2 separate regions of the Ovis aries genome follow, and region 2 is linked to region 1. The links are chromatin contacts, called in public Hi-C maps. All regions are on one chromosome and are shown on one strand. The core of a region is the stretch at or near the end of the contact, and the rest is flanking DNA. Distances in the headings are between cores, read along the strand shown.

Evidence for each region. A called contact is a pair of places that touch in the nucleus more often than the background predicts.
Region 2: a Hi-C map of omental adipose tissue shows a contact between it and region 1, with 2.5 times the contacts expected there. The contact joins two enhancer-like sites. A contact is called at or near these places in 5 of 16 Hi-C or Micro-C datasets (blood, hypothalamus, mixed tissues and 2 more).

Annotation. Positions count from the first base shown.
Region 1 is chr7:30,742,808-30,747,562 of ARS-UI_Ramb_v3.0, forward strand. LOC132660124 (a long non-coding RNA gene) reads right to left here. Exons shown (of 3, transcript XR_009601352.1): 2 at 1,244-1,433; 3 at 1-549. Among named protein-coding and RNA genes, the nearest start is that of MEIS2, 230 kb to the right of the region's middle. Within about 2 kb of position 1,719, at least 3 of the 54 cell types and tissues checked have an H3K27ac peak or open chromatin away from gene starts, as enhancers often do.
Region 2 is chr7:30,967,374-30,971,969 of ARS-UI_Ramb_v3.0, forward strand. It overlaps MEIS2 (Meis homeobox 2), which reads right to left. Exons shown (of 12, transcript XM_060418578.1): 3 at 3,492-3,633; 4 at 2,715-2,765; 5 at 1,669-1,719; 6 at 724-873. Among named protein-coding and RNA genes, the nearest start is that of MEIS2, 5.4 kb to the right of the region's middle. Within about 2 kb of position 2,393, at least 8 of the 54 cell types and tissues checked have an H3K27ac peak or open chromatin away from gene starts, as enhancers often do.

The sequences.
Region 1 (4,755 bases), core at 469-2,968:
CTTTCCTAGGGCTCTAAGAGCAGAGATGCACTGCTTCCTTTTTTGTTAGAATGCCCCCTAATAGAGTTCTCACCCCTCTTTATGTCTAATGAGGGCTTTGAGGTTTATTAAGGGAAAATAGCACACACCGCCTCAGCACTCAAATACGGGATTAGGTGGAGCTTACTTGAAAGTGTATAATATTGTTGTCCTTTGGCAAGTGTCTAATTCTCTTTCCCATAACTTCTATTTGACAAAAAAAAATCCTACAAAATTCAAGTGTTGAAAGTCAGCGAATAGATGTGGACAAGTGAACATCCTTTTACATCTCCACAGCTTTCAACCTGCAAAACTAGAGGATATTTTAAAAAAAATCAGGGAAAAAGAAAATAAAGCAAGTACACCTTCAGTGTTAGTGTTTTCTTCTCATCAAATGTAGACACATCATTAGATTTCTTTTCCCTTTGTAGCAAAAGATGAGGAAATCAGAAATGAACAGCAGCCTTTTAACAGCAACAAATCCAAGACTTTTGAGATGGTTTTCTTGGAGTCTGTTTTCCCTTCTTTGCCCTTCAAGCAAAACAGAAAACAAAGATAAAAAGGAAGAAACATCATTCCTAGCGGAGAGTTTATTTTGTTGCCACAATAAAAGGGTGGAGACAGTTAATAGCTATTTGAGATGATAATGCTTAGTGATCCCATTCATTTAATCATAATCTTCAAGTGGTTTAAGATTAATGGCAAGAGGTGTTTTTGGTCTCTTCCTAAGGACCTTTGTATTAATTTACTTAGAGCACTGACCAGGCTGTCAATGTCTCCAAATTTCATTAAGTCGAACTGAGACAAACACAATGAGATTTTAATGTGTGTGTGTTTTTTTCTTTCTGTGAGAATATCTCCTGGAATTATTTTTATTTGGATTCAGCTGTGTGTGGGGGGGGGCACTTGCTTCCTTTTCTCTGTTATAACTAGGTGGAAATAGATATATAATGTGTGCTACATATTCGCACATCCACATATATATTTAAATGAACTATATGTACATATCCACATATATATTTAAACTAATATCGTTTACAGATAACTTTCCTTTCACTTCTGAGCTTAATGAAGACTTTTCCAAAAGTCAACTTCAGTGCCAGGAGACAGGTTCTGCTTCAGCCAGACCAGGATTTATGTTTAAAGTAGGTTTGAACGCACTGAATGTCTTCAAAACAGACAAAAAATAATGAGAACACGTTGGAGTATAAATATTTAACTTTACCTCAGTTGTCATAATGGCCCCAGCAATTCTTCAGACAACCGGAGGACTGAGGCACCACTTCACTGGCACCAGCCCGGGCTGCCTCCGCCTTGCCCTAGGAGCGCTGGTCCCCTCAAGTCCCCGGCTGCCCTTCCCGGAGCATCCCCAAAAAGGAGGATTGGAGGAGGCGTGACGCGGCGGGGCGGGGAGCCTAGGGAGAAGTGAGGTAAGAGAACGGATTTTCAAACTCTAAGGTCCTGATCCTTTGGCAAGAAATGAACAGCAAGAGACCCACCTTTCCCTGCCCCCTGGTTCTTCCCCTCATTTCTCAGAGCTGTTTCCACAAAATCCCGCAATCAGGTACCTTCTAAAGGCGTCCCCCCCAAACTCCCTATAAACTAAAGTCGTTCCTCACTACAGATTTGCGCTCTTTCGGTGGGATCTGGCTGTGGCCAGAACACTTTCCGCGTCAGGGCTGCTCGGCCAGCGCGTTTCCCGGGGAAGAGAGGCTGGTGGCGGCTCTCCCGACCCGAGGTTGTCCCGGCTCTCGCTACCTGCGCGCCCTCGCCGTACCATGGTTAGAATTCGGGAAGATGCCCTGGGATGCCAAGAAAGCGACTCCGGGCACCGAAAAGGTTGAAAAATAACCCCAGCACTCTCATCTAGTAACAGTCCCACACCTTGCACTGGCGGGAAGCACCCGGGGAAGATCAAGTGTCAAAAGCAGTGGCGGTTTACTTTGGTGTATTTCAGTTCTCCTTTCCGTTTCCAGCAAAATTGAGAACACAGCGGAGAAAGAAGAGGGACCTTCGGAGAAAAGGTCCGTGTGTGTGTGTGTGTGTGTGTAGACAGGTAGGTAGATAGGATGACAACTTTCAAGCACATTCTCTGTTTAAAAGCAAAAACAAAACCCAGACAGGGGCCGAGATTTCTTGGCGGTGCAGCGAAGGGTCATTCAAGACAAGCAACTGTCTGAATTCCGAAAGGGATTTCTTGGGACTTGACTGAAATAGTGAGAGTTCCCGGGAGTTTAATTTTTCAAGGCTGTAAAATGTTGTTTTGTATTGGCCTCTTTTCCCATCAGATATCCATTAAAACACACACACACACAACTTCTACAGCCTCTATTAAACATATTTCCTTGGACTCGAAATCTACAGCTCGGCAGAAACAAACAAGTCACAGCAAAACCCCGGAAAATAAAGAGATTTAGAAGAAGAATACCTGTCCCTTTCTTAGTCATTTGATAGTTTATTCCCTGGAGGCCAAGTGAAGGTGGGGGTTCGTATTTTATTATTTTATTTTTCGTATGTTATTATTTTTCTTATATTCACTTAAATGCTCAGCTTTGACAAACTATTCTCCTACCGCGGGGTTCTTTTGCAGAACAGAAGTGGTGGTTGTGAATCGAGTCAGTCGAGCGGGGCGGGGGTGGGGAGCGCGGAAAAACACGACTTGCTTTGCAGGGGGCTGACGCGCAGCCGTCTACTCCGTTAGCCAGCAGGGGGCGCCCTTATGTTATCTCTGGACCAGACAGCCGAGCCGCTTGGTGCTACAAGAGGCTTTGCAGTTTTACGCAGCTGCAAAAGGAAGGGGGGCGGGGGGAATGTAGCTCCTAAACCCTCAGCCGCTCTTCCACTTGGGTTATTTACCTGCTGTTAGGCAACATACCTACGTCTAGCTTTACCTCCCCACTCAGCTTATAGTGCACCCCCCTCCCCATCAACCCCTTTTCATCTGCATCTATGATGCACATGTATAATCTCTCTCCCTAGCTTTGAAATATACATTAATGCAACTTATTAAATGCGCCGATGAATAGTCAACATTTTTTTCGCCTGTTAGTTCCGCTGATCCAAGCAGGATTTATTTGCAGATCTCACATCCCGGAGCCATAATGCGTGATTTTTTCCCCTTAAATAAAATTGGTCAAATGTTGACAACCTTTAAGCCAATCTAACGCTCAAGATTAGTGATGGGAAACTAATGAGAAAATATCAGATCGCCCGGCCTGAGGGCTGCCAATTAAATCTTCGCTGATTGAAAAATAAAAGCGGACTTGGGGTGTGAGCCCAGCTCAACTTCAACTATTAATTTAACATGTTGCCGGGTCCGTGCCTTCTCTCCTCTAAACAGCTTCCCGTAATAGCCCTTCCTCCTCTCTCATCCCTCAACCTAAAAGTCAAATGTTATTCTCCGAATATTTCGAGAGGTTCATATCAGGATGATCGTTTCTTACACCGTAAATATTAGGCCTTTAAGCAATATGATTTAACTAATTAGAAAATTTACATCATTAAGTCTCAGGGAGAGAAAAAAGAAACAAATCTGCCAGTCATTTTAAAGGAGACAGGCACTATTGAAGTGTGAAGAAATCGGCTCTAATTCAAAAAGGCAATCGGGCAGAAAAAGCCCTCAACATTACCCTGCTAGTTATTAATCAGAAAGGGTTCTCTCTGCTCCCCACTCCCCCTCCTCTCTTAGCAGTGAGTTTAAGTTCATTTTTTTGCCAGTGGCCCATGTCATATTTATATTGAGGTTTTGTCTGCTAAAGGGTTGAAATCTGAAAATGTTTCAATATGAAGAAATCAGAATCCTCAAAGGAAAAAAAAAAATCATAGAATCACCTTTCTTCCAGACAAGTAAACCTGTTGTGATAAACAATCCTCACCCTCTCTTTATTTTTTGTCCATTCTTTCGTTTTTTCTTCCCATTGAGTTCTTATTTTGAAACCTGCTTGGTGAGAATGAGATAAAGTCTTTGTGTCCTGCTCCCCTCCCCCTCCTTTCTTGCACCCCTCCTTCCGCCAAAGTGAGAAACTTGGACTGAGAGCAGAAAAGTACAAATACATTAACAAAGCCCCACTCACTTGATAAAAAGGCCATGGTCTAGGCTTACATGTCAGGAATCTAAGAGAAGGGGAATCAATCCGGTGGGTCTCTGGACAAAAGATGATGAACTAGAAATTCCCACCACCTATGTATAACATTTGATAGAGTATGTGAGTAAAATGGAAAAGAAAGGCAGGTAGGTGAGAATTATTTTAAAGTGCATTGTGGCGTTGCGTGCCTTTTTCTCTATCCTCCCCCCACCCCTTCTCTATTCAAGCTTAAAACAGCAGCCTCATTATAGCGAGGTGCCCCTTCCCACCATACTCTTACTTAAGCCCTTGGTCCACCACACACAGAGCCCTTTCCCTGGTCTTCTCATTCCCAGCAAATTAGCTGAAGAGGGAACTGCGAAGGAACTCTGTGAGTAGTTCCATTTGGAAATTCAGCCCTTCCTGGCATTTCAGAGGACTTGTTCTTAGACATTGGGTTAAAAAAATTAATAGCAAGCCTTAGGTATTCAATTTCCCTTCACTATTATTTATTTTTAACTTACAAAGAGGTCCCAAAGGCCCTTCTTTTTTTTTTTTTTTTTCCTGCCTGGCTCAATTCTTCTCTTATTTGGTACCCTTCGAGCTTCATTTTCTTATCCTCCTTTCCGCCTTACAATCTAAAAGTTTCACAACCTTGCTTCCCACAAAGTCC
Region 2 (4,596 bases), core at 1,143-3,642, 230 kb after region 1:
TCTCATTCACCAACTCTTTTAAGTGTTAAAATTCAACCACTAACCTATGTTTACTCAATCACAATTCCCTTCAGCTTTCTGTAATACATTGTTAATATTTGTTTCATCAAGGTTACTGTCTTTTATTACCAAGATGCTTCAGGCACTTGGCAGTAAGTTCATACACTGACAATAAGTTTCTATACAGCATAAGCTCAGAAAACTAGAATGGGTTCACTCCTTTTATTTCAAATGCAATGCAAGATTTACAATAATTCTCAGAATTGCCATCTCTGCGAGAAACTGAGAAATCAGTCCTTGCTCCCCAATTCTCACCCATCCTGTCCAGTTAACTTTCCTGCCTCCTTCTCTCCCTGCTGCACTGATTACAGAATTGAGAAAGCAGAAAAGGCAGCGGTCACCGTATCAAGCAGACAATTTGCTAACACTCAAGTTACCAAATCCAGGAAACTTTACACATTAGAAGCACAAATCACTCTATTAACTTGCTGTTTTTTCTTTTTTTTAATTCTCAACATAAATAAGGAAGGGGTCCAAGAAAAGGGAAATACAGATGAAAGGTGTGGAAGAAGTAGTGAGAAGGGGAGGAAAAGACTCCCAGAAAGACCAAATTTTTTATTTTAAAAAGGAAACCTCAGTCAGTGGAGCTAGAGGTTGCAACAAAATTTTCAAAACTGCTGTGCCCAGTGGTCTTAAAAGAATGCCAAAAGCTCACAGACTTACATGGTCAGCGAGATTTGTGGAGGAGCCTGAAAGTTCTTCGTGATCCGACTTGGAGCTGCCGTCTCTTTCATCAATGACGAGGTCTATAGGCATCTTCCCCTTCAAACAGCTAATGTACCGGTGGCAGAAGTTATCACACAGTTCATGGACCTAGAAGGAGGTCATGATGGAGGGTTCAGCTTGTGTTGTTGTTGTTGTTGTCATGGTTTTGTTTCATTTTTTTAAGGGGAAAAAGTACCAGGTTGCAAGGTTACATTTGGAAAGAGCAACAGTGCCATGTCTTCCAAACTAACTCTAATTAATGGGTGTAATAGTTGAAGGCAAGGAAACAATAGAGCAATTGTTGTAGCAGATATTATTCTCGAGAGACTTCCCTGAGCAACAAGTTACAATAAAGGGAACAGAAACAGGACTGGAAATAACTGGGTTCAGGTTGGGACTCCTTGGGGGGAAAAGCCGATTTGATGATAACATCAAAACGTAAGGATGCAGGAACTGGGAACAGCATTAGCATTTGTGATTCAATAAGCTAGGAATTTTGTATGTTTTCAGGAGAAAATGATTGAGCTGCAGAGCTATGTAAAGACACCCTAGCCAGAATGATTCCCTCCGCTAGCACCTAATGCATGCCCTGGGCCTAATAGAGACGCAAGCAGGCTGAATGTCCAGTAACACAAATGGTTTGCAGCATTTCAAAATAATCCTCAATGCCTGGGGGAAAATAAAGGAGGGGGGGGGAGGCGGCTACTTTAAAAGGCAGGGTTGTCTTAATTCACCCATCCTCCGAGCCCCTGGGTTTGAAGAGCAATTTGAGGGAAAGACTAGGTAACAAGTTGCTCAAAATCTCTCCAGGTGCTCAGACTGGAGGTTTGTTAAAAACACTCCCAACTCCACCAGGAGAGGGAAGTGACTAAATCAAAGTGGGGAGTGTCGTTTCCTGCTTACCTTTTCTAACTCCAAAAGGTGAAACCTTAGTACTTGTATTGCTTGTATCATCTGGAAGAAAAGTTTTTAGAGTGTGGAGTTAAGGCTCTGTGACTGCTGCCACTCGGAAATTCCTAGTGGGGGGATGGTGAGGGGATTGGGTTGGGAGAAGACGCAGACAAGTGGCCAGGCAAAACCCACACATCAAGAAATCGTCAGGAAAACCAAGTGATTACTGATCATCTCTGCCTCATTGGCTACGGGGTGGGAATCTGACTCAACCTATGCCAAGGCATTTAGTATCTTTGCTCCTCACGTGTACTGAGCTATCTGCAAGGGCTGCCTTCCTAAGGACAGGCCTTTCTCCTCCTGAGTCCTGTTTAACTGTCCCCTCTCTCGACCTCAGGCCAACTTAAAAAAAAAAGAAGAAGAAAAAGAAGAGAGAAAGAAAGGAAGAAAAAAAGTCGTTTCTCTGGAGAGAGAAAGCTTTTTAGAACAGCACACCCTGCGAAATCCCTCCTTACTAAAGAAGGAAATACTCCAGATGAATGGCGAGGCAGGGCCTTTGAAAGCGGATTTAAGTACTTTTAATATTGAAATTGTGCAAATTAGCAAAAGAATCGCACCTAAAAGTGGCCTGCGCCGGTCTGCCCCTCGCCCCCCTTCCCCGCCCACCTCCCGGCCCGCCCTCCGCCGCGCAGGCGGTTACTTCCTTCGGGTAAGCTGCCCCGGGCTCGGCCGCCTGCCCCGGCAAACAGAGGAAATAACTCACTTCTCGTCGCCTAGCTCCCGGGGCCGAGACCTGGGGCGCATCCCCTGCTCTCGCGTTCGGCGCCGCGTCCCCGCTCGCTGCCTCCCAGGGGCTCCGCGCGCCCTGACGTCCAACCCACCCCTCACTGCCAGCTCCCCGGCGAGGGCGCTAAGCTGTTCCCTTCCTCCCCATCGCTCTGGAGCTTCAAAAGGAGGGCTCTGCTCAAACTCCCCGGAGCTCCGTGGGGGAAAAGCGGGTGCTTCTGGGCAGGGGAGGGGGCCCAGGTTGGGGACAGGCGAGCCACAGTGAGCCTTACCAAATTGTCCAGCTCTGGATTTGAGGAAAAAAGTGGCTTTTCGGCGCGAACCTATAGGAAGCAGGGGAAAGTCAGCATGAATTATCACTCCATTTTAAAAGGAAAAAAACCCTTGTCACCGACTAAATTGTCGTGTGCGAGTGGGGATGGCGGAGGGGCAGTGGCTGAGAAAAGAGGCGCTTTGGTAAAAAACATGGAAAAAAAAAAAAAAAACACAAAAAAAACCCAGTAGGGACGGTTGAAAAGGAATCTGGACCTTCGGATCCTGGCCCCATGAAGGGGTACCTGGAACCGCCGAGCTGGAGCCGAGATCTCAGGGCGGTTCTCTGGGCCCGGGTACCCGCTTATCCTGCTGTCCACGGGACTGGGTTTTGCAGCCTCTCTCACCTCCGCGCCGGCGCCGACAGCCCCGAGAGGCGCCCAGCTTCCTTCCCTCCCGGGCACTCTCGGGGGCCCTCAAAGCCCCTATCCCCAATTCTTGTTCAAGTAGCTGCAGGCGGGGGAAAAGGCCAAGCCCCAGATTAGGAGCAGGTCAACTTTAATTCGAGGGTCGAGCCCCTGTATTCCTGGCTGGGGGGAAAAACAAACACCCATATTTATCTCCTCTTCCAATTCGCCTCCAGGCTCAAGGATGGGGAGGAGGCGCAGAGCGCGGACTGGGCCGGAGGTACAGATCGGGTGTCCCAGCCTCTTCCTCCTCTTTCAAGTAAAGCTCGAGGAAAGGGGAGGAGGGGAGTGGGGGGCTGCAGGAGGGCTAGTGGGTCAAGAAGGTTGGACCTGCTTGGCGAAGACCGCGATGTCCTCGTTGAAAGAGTCGGAGGAGCAGACGTCTCCGCCGGCCACTCCGGGTTCCCGCGGAGTGCAGGTCGCCAGCTCGCACTTCTCAAAGACCAGAGCTAACAGAGGAAACAACGGGTGCCTAACGGGCAGCGCCACGCAGAGACACACACACGGAGACGGGGTGCAGAGGGGAAGGAGCAAGAACTGTAATCAACAAGTTTGGAGGGTTCGGATTCCTTCCTTACTACCACAGACACGCATCACACTTTACAATCCTTCCTTCAGGCAGCCAAGCCTGGGCCAGAAACAGAAAGGAGAAACGGCCGGGCCCTTTCCCTCAGCTCAGGACTCCCTCAGATGCGGTGGGAGAGGCCCCTGGTCACTTTTAGCCCTCCGAGTATAAACAGCCTCGGTTCGAACATAAGGAAGCATCCAGTAAGCTGAGGCAGTCTGGAGCCCGGAATTGAACCAGACCCACTCCCCACTCTACAGAGGCCGTCCAACCAACCCCTGAGACCCAGCCCTGACCTCCCAAGAGAGGAACAGTCGGTGAAATCCAAGACTGCTTTAACTTCTGCATAGGGGAAGTCATAGGAGGCCCAAGGCTCACCTACAACCGCCGCCTCCCTCACCAGTGATGTTTCCTCAATCTAACCTCTCCACCCCCTCGCCTTATGAACTTGTTTGGTCCACTTCTAGTAAAAGCCTGGATGTGGGGGCCAGTTACATGAGGTACACGCAGAAGAGCTTCCTTCCCAAGACCACACTTCTCCAGCAGGCAAAAATAAATAAATCGAGTGTTATAACTTGGAAGTGAGCGTGTGCGTCTGCCCTTTGTGTTCCTCCGGGCGGTTTAGCTACACTTTGGGATGCTGGCGGCCTCTTGCTTCAGGCACAGTTGCTGTTTACTGACTGTCCCCTCCCCTCCGCATCCCACAGCCTTCCCTCACCTACCCTCCGCTGGGACAGCCCGAGTGGTACATGCTGGGCCCGCGCAATCCCAGCCCTCCCTGAGTTCTCTCAGAATTTAAAATAATTTCCAGCCATCTCCCTCACTCCCCTCAAGAGCGGCTCTGTGCAAGCAGCAGTCCCTTCCACCCCG